2 separate regions of the Gossypium arboreum genome follow, and region 2 is linked to region 1. The links are chromatin contacts, called in public Hi-C maps. All regions are on one chromosome and are shown on one strand. Each heading gives the region's core, a stretch centred on a gene start, on an enhancer-like site or on the middle of the called end of the contact. The rest is flanking DNA. Distances are from core to core; before and after follow the strand shown. Region 1 holds the start of LOC108488086 (ferric reduction oxidase 2-like). Region 2 holds the start of LOC108454182 (rRNA 2'-O-methyltransferase fibrillarin 2-like).

Evidence for each region. Hi-C and Micro-C count contacts between places; a contact is called where the count stands out from the background.
Region 2: a contact with region 1 is called in a Hi-C map of leaf, with 8 times the contacts expected there. The contact joins the promoter of LOC108454182 here to the promoter of LOC108488086 in region 1. A contact is called at or near these places in 2 of 5 Hi-C or Micro-C datasets (both in leaf).

The regions. Positions count from the first base shown.
Region 1 is chr9:32,440,565-32,447,291 of ASM2569848v2, forward strand. LOC108488086 (ferric reduction oxidase 2-like) reads left to right here and starts at 3,530. Exons shown (of 8, transcript XM_053019518.1): 1 at 3,530-3,677; 2 at 3,784-3,878; 3 at 4,382-4,545; 4 at 4,640-4,874; 5 at 4,939-5,266; 6 at 5,838-6,084; 7 at 6,156-6,727. The coding sequence starts at 3,530.
Region 2 is chr9:32,655,570-32,662,296 of ASM2569848v2, forward strand. LOC108454182 (rRNA 2'-O-methyltransferase fibrillarin 2-like) reads right to left here and starts at 3,149. Exons shown (of 7, transcript XM_017752550.2): 1 at 2,997-3,149; 2 at 2,546-2,844; 3 at 2,261-2,356; 4 at 2,088-2,165; 5 at 1,829-2,005; 6 at 705-773; 7 at 237-553. The coding sequence starts at 3,012. The coding sequence ends at 377. It overlaps LOC128281328 (small nucleolar RNA snoR60), which reads right to left and starts at 1,235; the gene lies at 1,169-1,235. LOC128281326 (small nucleolar RNA snoR60) reads right to left here and starts at 1,522; the gene lies at 1,450-1,522.

The DNA.
Region 1 (6,727 bases), core at 2,280-4,779:
GGAAATGCTCACACAAAGTGTGTTTTTACATGTAACTATAACCATATCCATAATGCTTGCACGAGTTGTGGGTCGGGATGTTAGCTACACGATGCTGCTCACACAAGCTATGGAGAATTTGCAAAAAATGTAAGACCTCAGTCATTCATAGGACATCCAAGACCAGCACCTAAAACCGTATAATCCCTAATGACATGTCATTTGTATCCTAAGTATTCACAAGTTTCAAACAGTACTATTAAACCATCCAATATCCAAAACATCATATTATTATCAATTTAAATTATACCTAACATAACATTAATTAACATACAATCAAAACAACAATTAATAAGTTTAATACTCATAAGAACTTACCTCGATAAAAACGGTTGTAAAAACGAAGTCGGCGATTAATTTGACACTTTAGCTTTTCCTAAGTTTAAGTCCGGCTGATTCGTATATTGATTTAAATAGTAATTTAACTCAATTAAACAATTTAAATAGTTTAAAACAACTAATTCCAACCTATAACTCATTTTAATGTGAATTTACAAAATTACCCCTAATATTTTAACTTTTTTTACAATTTAGTCCCTAAACTTAAAACTTGCAAAATCATCATTTTTAAAGAAAAATCCTATTAGACGAATTTCCTAGGGGTTTATAACATCCCATAATTCCCACCATTTCACATTTTTATCATTAAATTTTACCATTTTACTCATATAGGCCCTTAAACTTTAAAATCATCAAAAATCACATAGTAAAATATGTCTATGTAGCAACCAAGCTTAATAATCTATCAACTAAATTCACAAACACTACAAACTCATTCATGGAAAGTCCCTATACTTTTAACAATTTTACAAATTGACCCTCGGGCTAGCTAGATTAAGCTAATACTACATCAAAAATATAAAAATCACTAAAAACAGGTATCAAACAAATAACATGCACGAGAATTTATCTTGGTCAAAAGTTTCCCCCTTCACCAATGGTGATTCGATTTTGAAAACAAAAATGGGGAAGATGATATTAGTTTTACCTTTTGTTTTGTTTAACCTTTTATTTAATTATTAAATTACAAAATTAACCTTTAAAAACTATTAAAATTACACCAAAACCTACCAATATCATGCACTAACTATAGGTATGGTATAATTACCATCCAAGTCCATTAATTTACCTTTCAAAGCTATTTGACCCTTTTAACTAATGGAAATCAACTTTTATAACTTTTACGATTTAATCATTTTTATTAAATTAACTAATTAAACGTTAAAATTTATTAAACAAATTTTAATATGACCCTAATAATTACTCATAAGAATTAAATAAATATTAAAATACTAACTCGTTTGTCGGAATCATAGTCCCGAAACCACTATTTTCGGCACAACTGAAAATGAGTTGTTACACATGAATACATTTAGTGTCGAATTGCTTCCATTTGTATGCCTAGGTTTATATATAGTTCACCCATGTCATTTTGTAAAGACTGATTGACAATTTTATAAAACTTATTTCAAAGTTTCTCTCTTGGTTCTTCATTGAACCTTTCAAACATATTAAAACTTCAATTTTGTAGCATTCAACTGTCTTATCAGTCCCTTTCTCATCCCTTTCCAAAGTGTGGCAACACCAACTTTCTTACTCCAAGGTTTGGGTATTTGTTTTAAGCTTAATCGAGTCAAGTTCATTTATAACTTTAGTTCTTTAAACTTATCAAGCACCTCAGGTCAAGGTATTTTTTATCTATTGTTCATGTTCAAGATGGTCCGACACAAAAGTAAATTGTAACTTTGAGTACGAGTCTCGTTAACATATTATCGAGGTTCTATTTGGGTTCTAGAAATCACATCAAGAAAGTTATGAGGTGTAAGGTGATTTGGTTTCCACTTCATATACCAAACCATTCCTTTTTAACTTGGATGGATATTCTTAATAAGCTTCCCACAAAGGATAGACTTATTGGAAGGTCTTTGTTTGCTATGTCAATAAAACCAAGAAACAAGGGATCATCGTTTTGCTAGAATTGTATGAGGGAATGTTTTATTACTTTGTAATATATTCAATGAAAAGTTGGGGGATGGAATCAGGAGATCCAATGGCTTTGCACGAGATATAAAAGGCAAAGCTCTTATTGTTTATATTCTCAAGTTAGCATGGAATTATTTCATTTACTTAATCTTGTAAGAAAGAAATTGAAGACCATTTAAAGGTTTGAGCAAGATATGTTCAGAAGTCTTAAAAGATTTTGTAGGTTTAGGGCTTACAAGTAAAAAGATGATCAATAAATATTCAACTTTGTACAACATGGAATATACTAGGGAGTTAATAGTATAATGCTAAGAACAAGTTTCATTTTCTCTGTAAAGTTGTATTGAGTTTTTTTAACAGTTTTACTGCTTTTTGGGATAAATAAAACTTGTAAAAAGCTTATTATAAAGGGTATATGAAATAACAATCCTGAATAAAATTGTAATTTACTAAAAGATTCAAATTTAATATATTCAAATGTCTAAATCTCACTTGCAATGAAAATTCATTAAATATTCTCATGTTTTTTCAATTTTTTTAAGTTTTTATAAATGTTTTCTAGTTCAAATTATTTTTAATTAGTTAAAAAATTTCGGATTAGATGTATATTTCAGACCAATTGGAGCACCCATTCTCTTTTTAACCATTTATCAAATATTAATTTTTTTATTTTACAATGATTTTTAATTTATAAGAATCGATTAAATTTTAATTCGGTTGATATGATATTATTGTTAATGTAAAAATTATAAATATAAATACATTTTAAACACGTTTTATCATTTTATTTAAGAATTAGAAAAGATAAATTCTGACGTAAACTCCAATATAAGCTCAATTCTTAACGCAATGCCAAGATTTATCCAAAAGGACAAGAGGAGCAGTCAAAGAAATTTAAAAGCAAAAGAGACGCAGCTGCAGTCCATCAAGGCTCAATTAATTGGACCGAAGTTCGGACTAAGGAGTAGGAATCAACAACAATAATATACAACAAATCCAGCTTCCTACATTCAAATTTTAATCATTCTGTAATACTAAGAATCTGGAATGATTGAATATATAATTTAAGAAAAAGAATAAAATGCTAAAATGTTATGGCCAAATTTGTATAAAAATTATTAAGAAAAAGAAAAAAAATGTTAAAGTGCTTCATGGAGGTTTGATAAAGGCTCAAATGATTGTTGACACTAAAATTATTTTAAAACGTTAATATATTTTGCATTGAGACAAACAGCACTGACATGAACGCTGAATTCGTGGCATTTCTAATGTCCAAAATTAGAAGTCAGCGGTTTGAAAATAGATCTATTCTTTTTTGTACGATAATGGACATATAATTTGGCTTGCATTTTCTTGATTAAACGTGGCCTAAACGCCTAGCTCAATTTATTATAATTTTCTTTTTACATTAACATTCCTTTTGTACTTTCAAACAGAAACATTCTTGTATAAATAAGTAGGGATTGCTTCAATTGGATTATAGACCAAAAATTAAAGCGAATTGAAGATGGTTAGATCAGCCATAAAACTGTTCCTACTGCTGCTCTCTCTTGGGTACATGATGCTTTGGTTCATGATGCCCACGAAGTTATATTTTGAACATTGGTTGCCTAAAATCCGTGCCAAGACCAAATCCATATACTTTGGACAACAAGGTATAAAAGCACTCCATATTGCAGTTTCATTTGAAGTTCTTTTTCTGTTTGGAAGTACTTTTCTGTCTTAAATGATTATATATAATATATATATATATATATGCAGGTTCAACTATGCTGATATGTACATTTCCCATCCTCTTCATTGCTACACTGGGATGTATTTACCTTCACTTAGGAAAGAAACATGGAGATCACAACGTTGAAGGGTACATCTTTAGATATGATCGCTACTTTTTTTCCACTTATTTCATGTTTCATGACATAGTGGTAAAAGTTCTATGCAGGCCCTTATATTAAAAGTCGAATTACATTTTACTTTTTCTATTAAAAAATCAAGTAAATTAATCTTTATACGTTAGATTAAAGAGTGAATTGGTCCTTTTGTTAAAAATTTTATTCATTTCTATTGCTAAAAATCGATTTTTGTACATTAACATGAGATACATGTGGCGCACCACTTGTCACTGTTTGTTTATTCTATCCACCATGCCAATTTTTAATAATAGAATTGAATGAAATTTTCAACAAAAAGAACTGATTTGCTCTTTGATTTAATATACATATATTAATTCGTCTATTTTTTTAAATAGATGGGACAAAATACAATATTACGCCTAGTATAAGGGCTTCCATGCTTATCATGGTATAGTATAACAAACTGTTGCTGATTTATTGGGAACAAAAGGGTGCCGACATCTAAGTTGAAGCAACCAGTGATAGTGAAAGGTCCTTTGGGTATTGTTTCATGGATGGAGCTCTCATTTTTAACCATGTTTGTTGTGCTGTTAGCTTGGTCAACCACTTCTTACTTGAATGGTATGTTTACACATATCGACCAAATGGCTTCAAGGAGTGGATTGCTAGTGTAAGTATCTCATGAATTCCTTGGTTAAGACTTTATTAAAAAAAAGTTCCAAATGGGGGGCCAAATGCAATAGTTTGATGACATCTCCTTGCAGGTGGGAGGCTAAGTTGGAAATGTCAGGTCTAACACTAGGTCTCGTAGGCAACATTTGCCTAGCTTTCCTCTTCTTCCCCGTGACAAGAGGATCTTCAGTTTTACGGTTGATTGGGCTTAGCTCAGAAGCAAGTATTAAGTATCATATTTGGGTTGGGCATATTGCTATGACCATTTTCACTGCTCATGGTTTATGTTACTTTGTTTTCTGGGCCAAGACTGAGCAGTTATCACAGGTAAGTAAATAACCACATATTCTTGCATACTGGTATTTCAATGATTCATTGTGTTGAACTGCAGGTACTTAAATGGGGTAAGATTGAAGTTTCAAACATGGCAGGAGAAATAGGTTTTGTTTGTGGGTTAGGGATGTGGGCAACAAGCCTTCCTCAAATAAGGCGGAAAATGTTTGAGCTCTTCTATTACACTCATCATCTCTACATTCTCTTTATTGTCTTCTTCGTCTTTCACGTGGGTTTCTCCTATGCTTGCATCGTGCTTCCTGGTTTCTACCTCTTCTTAATAGATCGATGTCTAAGATTCTTACAATCCCAACAAAGGGTTAGCTTGGTTGCTGCACGTATTTTACCTTGTCAAACTGTTGAGTTGAACTTCTGCAAGAGCCCAGGTAATTGCCAAAATGTAGAAGTAACGTAGAAGCCCATATATTAGGAGTTAGATTGTACTTTATTCCTTTACTAAAAAATGAGTAAATTAATTTATATACATTATATTAAAGAGCAAACTGGTCATTCTGTTAAAAATTACATCCATTTCTATTATTAAAAACTGGTTCTTTTATGTTTACATGAAATACACATGGCATCCCATGTATCAGTGTTTAGTTATTCGATTAACCATGTTAGTTTTTAACGGTAAAAATGAATGAATTTTTTAACAAAAAATATCAATTTATTTTTTGAACTAACATAGACCGACTAATTTACCTATTTTGAGTGGAGAACAATCTGGCTCTTAATATATGAAACTCTATTATACTTTTACCTGCCAAAACTTATTACTTCAATATTGATGTATGCTTGTTGATTGAGCCAATCATATATTTGAGGGTTAAAAAATGTGGCTAATCACAAGTAGAATTAAGCAAAATTTGATGAAGTTTATATTTGGATGATATGTATACTGTTGACAAGATAAGCAATAATTTTGGAGATAATCTTGTTTGTTTAATGTGGCAGAAGTGAATCACAGTCCAACAAGCATTATATTTGTGAATGTACCAGCCATTTCTAAGCTTCAATGGCATCCCTTTACAATTACCTCCAATAGCAATATGGATACTGACAAGCTGAGCATCGTGGTCAAAAGTGAAGGAAGGTGGTCTTCTGACTTGTATCAGAAGCTTTCATCCCCTTTACCCATGGATGGTTTCCAGGTCTCCATAGAAGGGCCTTACGGACCACCTGCTTCAACACATTTACTAAGGTACTTGACCGCCAAAACAACATCCCTTCTCCTGTTTTTGTAATGATAAGTAATAGAACTTCTTCCCGCAGGCACGACACATTGGTGTTGCTGAGCGGAGGAAGCGGCATTACGCCTTTCATCTCAATCATCCGAGAGCTCCTCTTTAAGGCCAGTTCTGGAAGTAGCACCAGGATTCCACACGTTCTTCTCATATGCGCGTTCAAGAAATCTATTGACCTCGCAATGTTGGAATTAATATTACCAGTTTCAGGCACCACAGTAGATATTTCTTGCCTGCAGTTACAGATTGAAGCCTATGTAACAAGAGAAAAGGGGGCAGATGAAAATAACCACAAGCCACTACAAACTGTATGCTTCAAGCCTAATGCGACAGATGCACCAGTTTCTGCAATTTTAGGCCCTAATAGCTGGCTCTGCCTTGGACTTATCATTTCATCTTCCTTTCTCATGTTTCTTCTTCTCATTGCCATTCTATCACGATACCATAATTCTAATATGGTATACGCTAGCTCTGCAACTGCTGGTTTTAACATGCTATTCATGTGTATCGCCATAGCCATGACAGCTAATGCTACTTTTCTTTGGAATAAGAAACAAAATAGAAAGAGGTTGAGACAAATTCGAAACATGGATACACCAC
Region 2 (6,727 bases), core at 1,899-4,398, 210 kb after region 1:
ATTTTTAAGATTATAACTAAATCAATATAATATATAAAAATTAAAATTAAATTTATTATCATACTGATTTTTTAATTGCTACTTCACCCCACCTTTAAAGATTTAATAGCACATAATGAAAATGAACCAAGAAAACAATCTCAATTAGTTAGGTAACCAAATTAAAACAATTGATAGTTGGGCCACCAACAAAGAAAAAGGGTAATAGGGTAATAGTCATGTGTACTGTGATGTAGTTTACCATAAAATAAATTACTGATTTAGTTCTGCAGAAACAGTGATGAAACATTACAGTAAAAGCTGAAGAGCCATTTTCTTAACTCTATCTGAGATTGCATTCTCTTTTCTAACAAACATAAAAAATGGATTAGAAACATTAAGCTGCCGCTTTCTGTTTCTTCGGCATCCGGTAGCCACCAACAACACAAGCATGGTCGCGCTCGAAAGGTTCAAGGGTGACTTGCTCAAAAGGCTTGAATTGCTCCTGTTGCAATTTCTTAACCTCATTCTGGAATACAGCCTCGGCGGGAACAGTGGAGTCGATGCAGTTTGCCTGAAAACAATCAGATGTCCATTCCAGTTTAAGACAACATTATGTACTGAAGGCTTCTAAACAAATTGAAGTCACATGAACTTCCCTGTCTCCAAAAAGTAATAAATTTCACATTTAAAATTCGAAATCCCAAGATTTTTCGAGCACTAACCTTAATTGAAATGACAAAATGACCACCAGCTTTCAGGAAATATGATGCATTCAAAGCCAAAATCCTAGCCTGCAAAAGGAAAAATCAATTACTAAGAAACAAAAAGAAAGCAAGAAGATAATGACTCAACTCATCTCCATCAGAAAAGGATATCAGATAAGTTGAGCAGGCTGGAGGCTTGCCAGTGGAAATAAAGAGCAATCAAAAGAGCACCAACGGAACTAATCTCCTTTTCAATTTTTAGCAATGCACATGGAAAGAAGAATGAAGAAATGAAAAGTAGTTTCTGAATACTAGTGTGAGAGACTGACATGTTTTAACAATGAAATAATTGAAAAATAACTTTAAAAGAAATGAATATACATTTATTACTGCTATTAAGAGAGTAAAGAAATTAATGCTTATTTTAAAACCAAAAAAAAAAAAGTTGGAAAAACTTTAGACAACATTATAGAAACATTCAAAGCATCTGAATCTCAGTATTGCACCATCCATGATGTCAAGGGGAATCCGAGCATCCATCACTTGCATAGTTATGAAGTCAACAAATAACAGAAAATGGTAAAAGAGTGAGGCAACCACACAAAAGTTTCATGGACGTACATCCAAAAGGAAGCATATTTAAATTTCAACTTCTTGTAGCCAAATATTTGTATCAGTATGGAAAAAGACCCGGAAATACAATATCCAGAAAAAAAGTATTCTAGAAAAATTAGCAAACTATTCAAAGTTAACAAATAAATATTGCATCAGAAACTCGAGTTTGCATCACTCATTATGTCTTGAAGGGGAATCCGAGTAGAGTTCATCATATGCATAGGCTAGTTAAAGCTACTTAGCAAATGTGAAGATAGAGTACTTGATGAAAACCAAAGAATAAAGAATAAACAAACACAAAGCCGAAGGAGAAAGAAACCAAACAAATTTACATACGCAGGATGCATATATGAATGATATAAACAGAGAGCACACAAGTGCAGGGTACACAATCAAGATCAGACTTCAGCACGATCTCAGGCTACAGTTAATATGGCAAAGAAGGAACTGATTTTTGCAATTCTTTTTCACTACTTGGAAAATCATAAATTGAAAAAAAGAAGAGCCACAAACACTCCCAAGCAAACCTGATCAGGCTGAGCAACATCAGAAAATATCACATCCACCATGCCAACTAGCATCCTATATTTAGCCGGATGCCTGGCATCTTCAATGATAGGTATAACATTTGTTCGCTTCTTAGCCATGTTTACCAAGTCTCTACCACTTCGGTGAGAAAATTCCACAGCATAAACCACCCCATTCTAACGAATAAACAGACAAAAATAAGCAACTTTGCAAGATGCATACAAACAAAGATAATGTTTAGAGCAATACTATACTTACAGGACCAACAACGTCAGATACATGAGAAACAGTAGTACCAGAAGCAGCTCCAAGGTAAAGAACCTTAGCACCAGGTTTCTTGATTAAACCACAATAATATCAAATTAGATAGGTTTTATGATGGATATATATAGGTATATTGAACAAAATTAAATTGATTGATGAAAGCTTACAATCCATATATTATCTACACCACCAAGAATCGCAGCTGCCAACTTAGATCGGAAAGGATTCCAAACCCTGTATTCAACTTGGGTCCCATCTTCATTCTGTTAAATCAAAGTTCTAAGACCCTCAATTTCTCATGGCAAAATTAATCACTCTTATCAACACAAGTCAAGTGGAAGAGCACAAAACCCAATTGGCTAAATACAGAGCAAATTCAATATATTTGTACTATCATGTAGCACAAAATATGATAAAGGAAATGGACTTGGTTAATAGAAAGACAAGATGACCTGAACAGCAATCCTTTTTTCATTGTAGACAGCTTCACCAGGGACCATATTCTTAGTAACAAGAGCATCTTCTTTACCCTTTGCAACAAAAACTCCCTCGTGTCTATGGGGCTCTACTATAACCTTGCTCCCACCTTTCATTCCACCTCTTCCTCCACGCCCTCTTCCTCCACTGCGGCCACCACGCCCACCACCTCGGGACTTCGTGGCACTGCCCCCTCTATCGCCACCTCTTCCACCACCACCTCTCCCTCTCCCTCCATCACCTCTGCCCCTAAACCCACCACCACCACCACGGCCTGCAAATAACCAAACTATTAGAAATACAAAAACGAGTCTCCAAGCAACTTTAGAAAAATAGACACACGGAGTAGTAAGCTGCTTCTTAGCTCCAAACTATTAAATGCATATGCTGCTTTAAATCAGAAAGAAAAAGAAGAGACAGGGTCACCTCTTGGAGGTCTCATCTCTGGGAGACTTTGGAACCAAAGAGAGCGAAATGAGGGAAACTAGAGAAACAGAGTGAGAAGCGAAGCAATGCTTGGAGGCAAATGTTAGGGCTTATACTTTATATACAACAAACTAGGGTTTATATGTAAAAAATGTAGGGTTTATTAAGGGCTAGTTGAGGCTGTAAAGTAAAAAAGATAAAAAGAAAAAATTAACTGAATATTTGGGTAAAAATATAAAATTATGATTTATTGTAATTCATTATTAATATTTTAATATATAAAAATAAATTAAATATTTTAAGTATTTAATATTAATTATTTATAAAATTTTGATTTAAATATATAAATAATACTTGTAATATTAAAACATAATTATTACAAATTCAAATATATAATGATATATATTTAAAATAAATTTCAATGAATAAGTAATTATATATTTAATATAAATGTTATATAAAAATATTAAATTATAAATAATAGTTAAAACCATCATTCTTTTTTGTTAGCCTAAAAATTAAGCACATTTTAAAAACACTTGTGAGAGTCTGTGGAAAGCCCTTCCTCTTGCAAACAATATAAGTGGGTCAAAAATATCAGAGCCCAAAGTCTTCATTCAATCATTTATGGATAGAAGACGTGGATTAAATCATTTATGTATTCTTTCTATATTTTGGTGATAATTAGATTGAGATCTTTCTATGAAGAAATTCCATGAGATGTAAAATAATCTAAGGTTGAAATTAAATGTAAAAGAAAAAAAAACAATATCATTCAACCTTTAATAAGAACACATTGATTATTTGAGAAAAGTGTAGTACAATTTTGGAAAATTGGTAGTATCCTTTTAACCTATTAAATCGATTACCACATGAATGAGAGAAAGAATAAGTAAAAGAAAAGTATTTGATTTTTATTAATATAATAAATAATAAATAATAAAAGGAAATTATTAGACTCTAAAATATCAAAAGGGTTTAAAGGAATTTTAAAAATCTCTACTAATGTTTTTTTTTTAACATTAAATATGGGAGTTTTATAACATTAGGACCTAAGCTAATAATCCATCCAATGGGTTCTAAAACAGTAAACAAACTAAAAAACAAAACTGAAAAACAAACTACTTCTACCTAGACCAAACAAAACAAAACTGTCCTAAAAAACCTAGTGTCTATTCTGATACCCCCAATGTCTAACTTCTCAAAAGACTAATATAACACCTCTAACCCGTACCCATTACCGGAATAGGGTTACGAAGTATTATCAGACTAATCTCATAAACAATCATACAATCAAAATTACAATTCTCATATCAATTAAAATACATATAATTATAATCATATAGTCTCTTTAACATGAGCCATCGAGGCCAAAAACAAGCATTAGAAGTGGTTCGGGACTAAACCGAGAACTCAGGAATTTTTTGGAAAAATATAGAAAATTTTTTAAAGTACAAGGAACACATGTCCGTGTGGCCCAACTGTGTGTCTCACACGGCTAAAGACACGCCTGTGTTACAGGCCATATGGACATTCGAAATGGTATCATATGGCCGTGTCCCAGCCCGTGTCCGACCTTGTGTAACTCCCTGACTTGGGTCACACGACCAACCACACGCCTGTGTGACTAGCCCGTGTACCCTTCAAAATAGCCTCACACGCCCATGTGTCAGGTAGTATGCTAGGCCGTGCTAAAACTATAAGGTATACTAACTTATGCCACACGGTCAAGTCACACGCCCGTGTTGGGCCATGTGGTGCATACTGACTTGGTTTCTAATTAAGTACCAGGGGACACACGGCTATGTCACCTGACCATGTGTCACACGCGGTTGAGACACATGCCCGTGTCTCTGTTCGTGTGGACAAAAATAGGTTATTTTCCAAGCCATCTTTCTCAACCAATCTTGTATTCACCTAAACAAACGAAATTGCATATGACCATACCTTCAATAGGCATTTAAACCCATCTAAACCAAGTTCAATTTATGCTATATCATTTCCAACAACCACAAGGCACTCAAGTATCACAATTAGTCATTCAGTTTCATACCAATTTCACATCTAAAAATCACCTAAATAGTCACTTTCAACTATGCATTATTTTGCCTAAAACCACAAGCATACCATATCTCAAAATCCAACTATTTGGTACTCAAAATACCAATCCACAACAAGCATTAACACAGCAATTTCCAACCACATATTAAAGAGCCATTTACACATTCACATATTCAAACATATTCCATGACAACCCAAATGTACATAAGATGAAAATAATCACATATATACATACTTATGCCAACATATGCCAAAATAAGCCAAATCACATGGCTATCAACATTGCAAACATATAAGGCATATTAATCACAACTCCTAAACATGCCATATAACCAAGTACACAAATTCAAAAGTACCAAAATGACAGCTTGATAGTGTGATGAGATCTCTGACAACTCCCAATCCGAGCAAGCTTCGAAATCACTATAAAATATGGAAAAGTAAATAGAGTAAGCTATAAAGCTTAGTAAGCTCATATGGTTAATAAATATAACTTACCATTGATTCACAAATTTAGTTATCTATAATAAAACATTACAATTTAACTTAATCACAAGGCTAATATATGTTCATCCACATAGTAGATAATGTAACTCACAAACTTCATAGATTTAATACTTATACGGTTTACGTACATACCTGCACTAATACATATCAATCTCTTACCATTTCATATCTTCAATATACCTGTTAAACCATTTGGAATAATATCAGATACTTGGGAATCTCGCACCCTAAGTGCTAATACATGGTCGAAACCATCTCAATCTCATATCTCATATAATGCTCACTCTCGAGCTATCAATGGGCCTGCTCACACAATCTAACGGTCAATACGTAATTACATGGTGTTGCTCACACAAGCTGAAAAAAATCCACAACACATGCCAAAAAACTTAGCCACCAGTAGAACTTACAGACCAGCACCCAAACTCAATAACCCCTAATGACATGTCATTTGTACCTTATCTATGCTAAGGTTCAACCGAGATTTCACATTTTTCAAATCTCTGTTGAACATTTTTGTAAGGTCGTATTCATTAACAGTTCAATTATAAAGTGTAACAGCCCGATGTAGGGCCTAGAAAGAATAGTGGTCTCGGGACCACAAATTCAGAGTCAAATAAATTATTTTATAATTATTTAGATGTTATAGCATGTTTTTAAGAGTGCTTGAAAAATTTGGTGAGTTAATTGTGACGTTGTAAGCCTAATTGTGAAAAAGGACTAAATCGCATAAAATACAAAAGTCCTATTTTGATAGCTAAAAGTGCCAAATAGCTAGAGAACCTAAATTGGAGGTCTTTAAAGGGCAATTATACCCTTTAGGGAGGCATGGTCGGCCATAGGAGACAAAGGTGGTCAAATTTTCAAAATTTGGTAAGTTAGGTGGCTTATTTTGACTAAAATAGGAGTAGATAAAGGAAAGATGATATCATCCCTTTTTCATCTTTTTTCTCCATAAAAAATCAGCCATTGAAGGGGGTTTGAAAGCTTAAAAATTTTAGCAACTTTTAATCATCACAAGTAAGTGACTTTGATAGTTTTTCTTGATGATTTTTACATTTTTGAGAACATTGAAGCATGAGCTTTCAAATGAGGGTACTATTTTTCAAAATGATTAAGAGTTTAGGGTTTTACCATGAAAATATTTTTAATGTTTGCTGAGT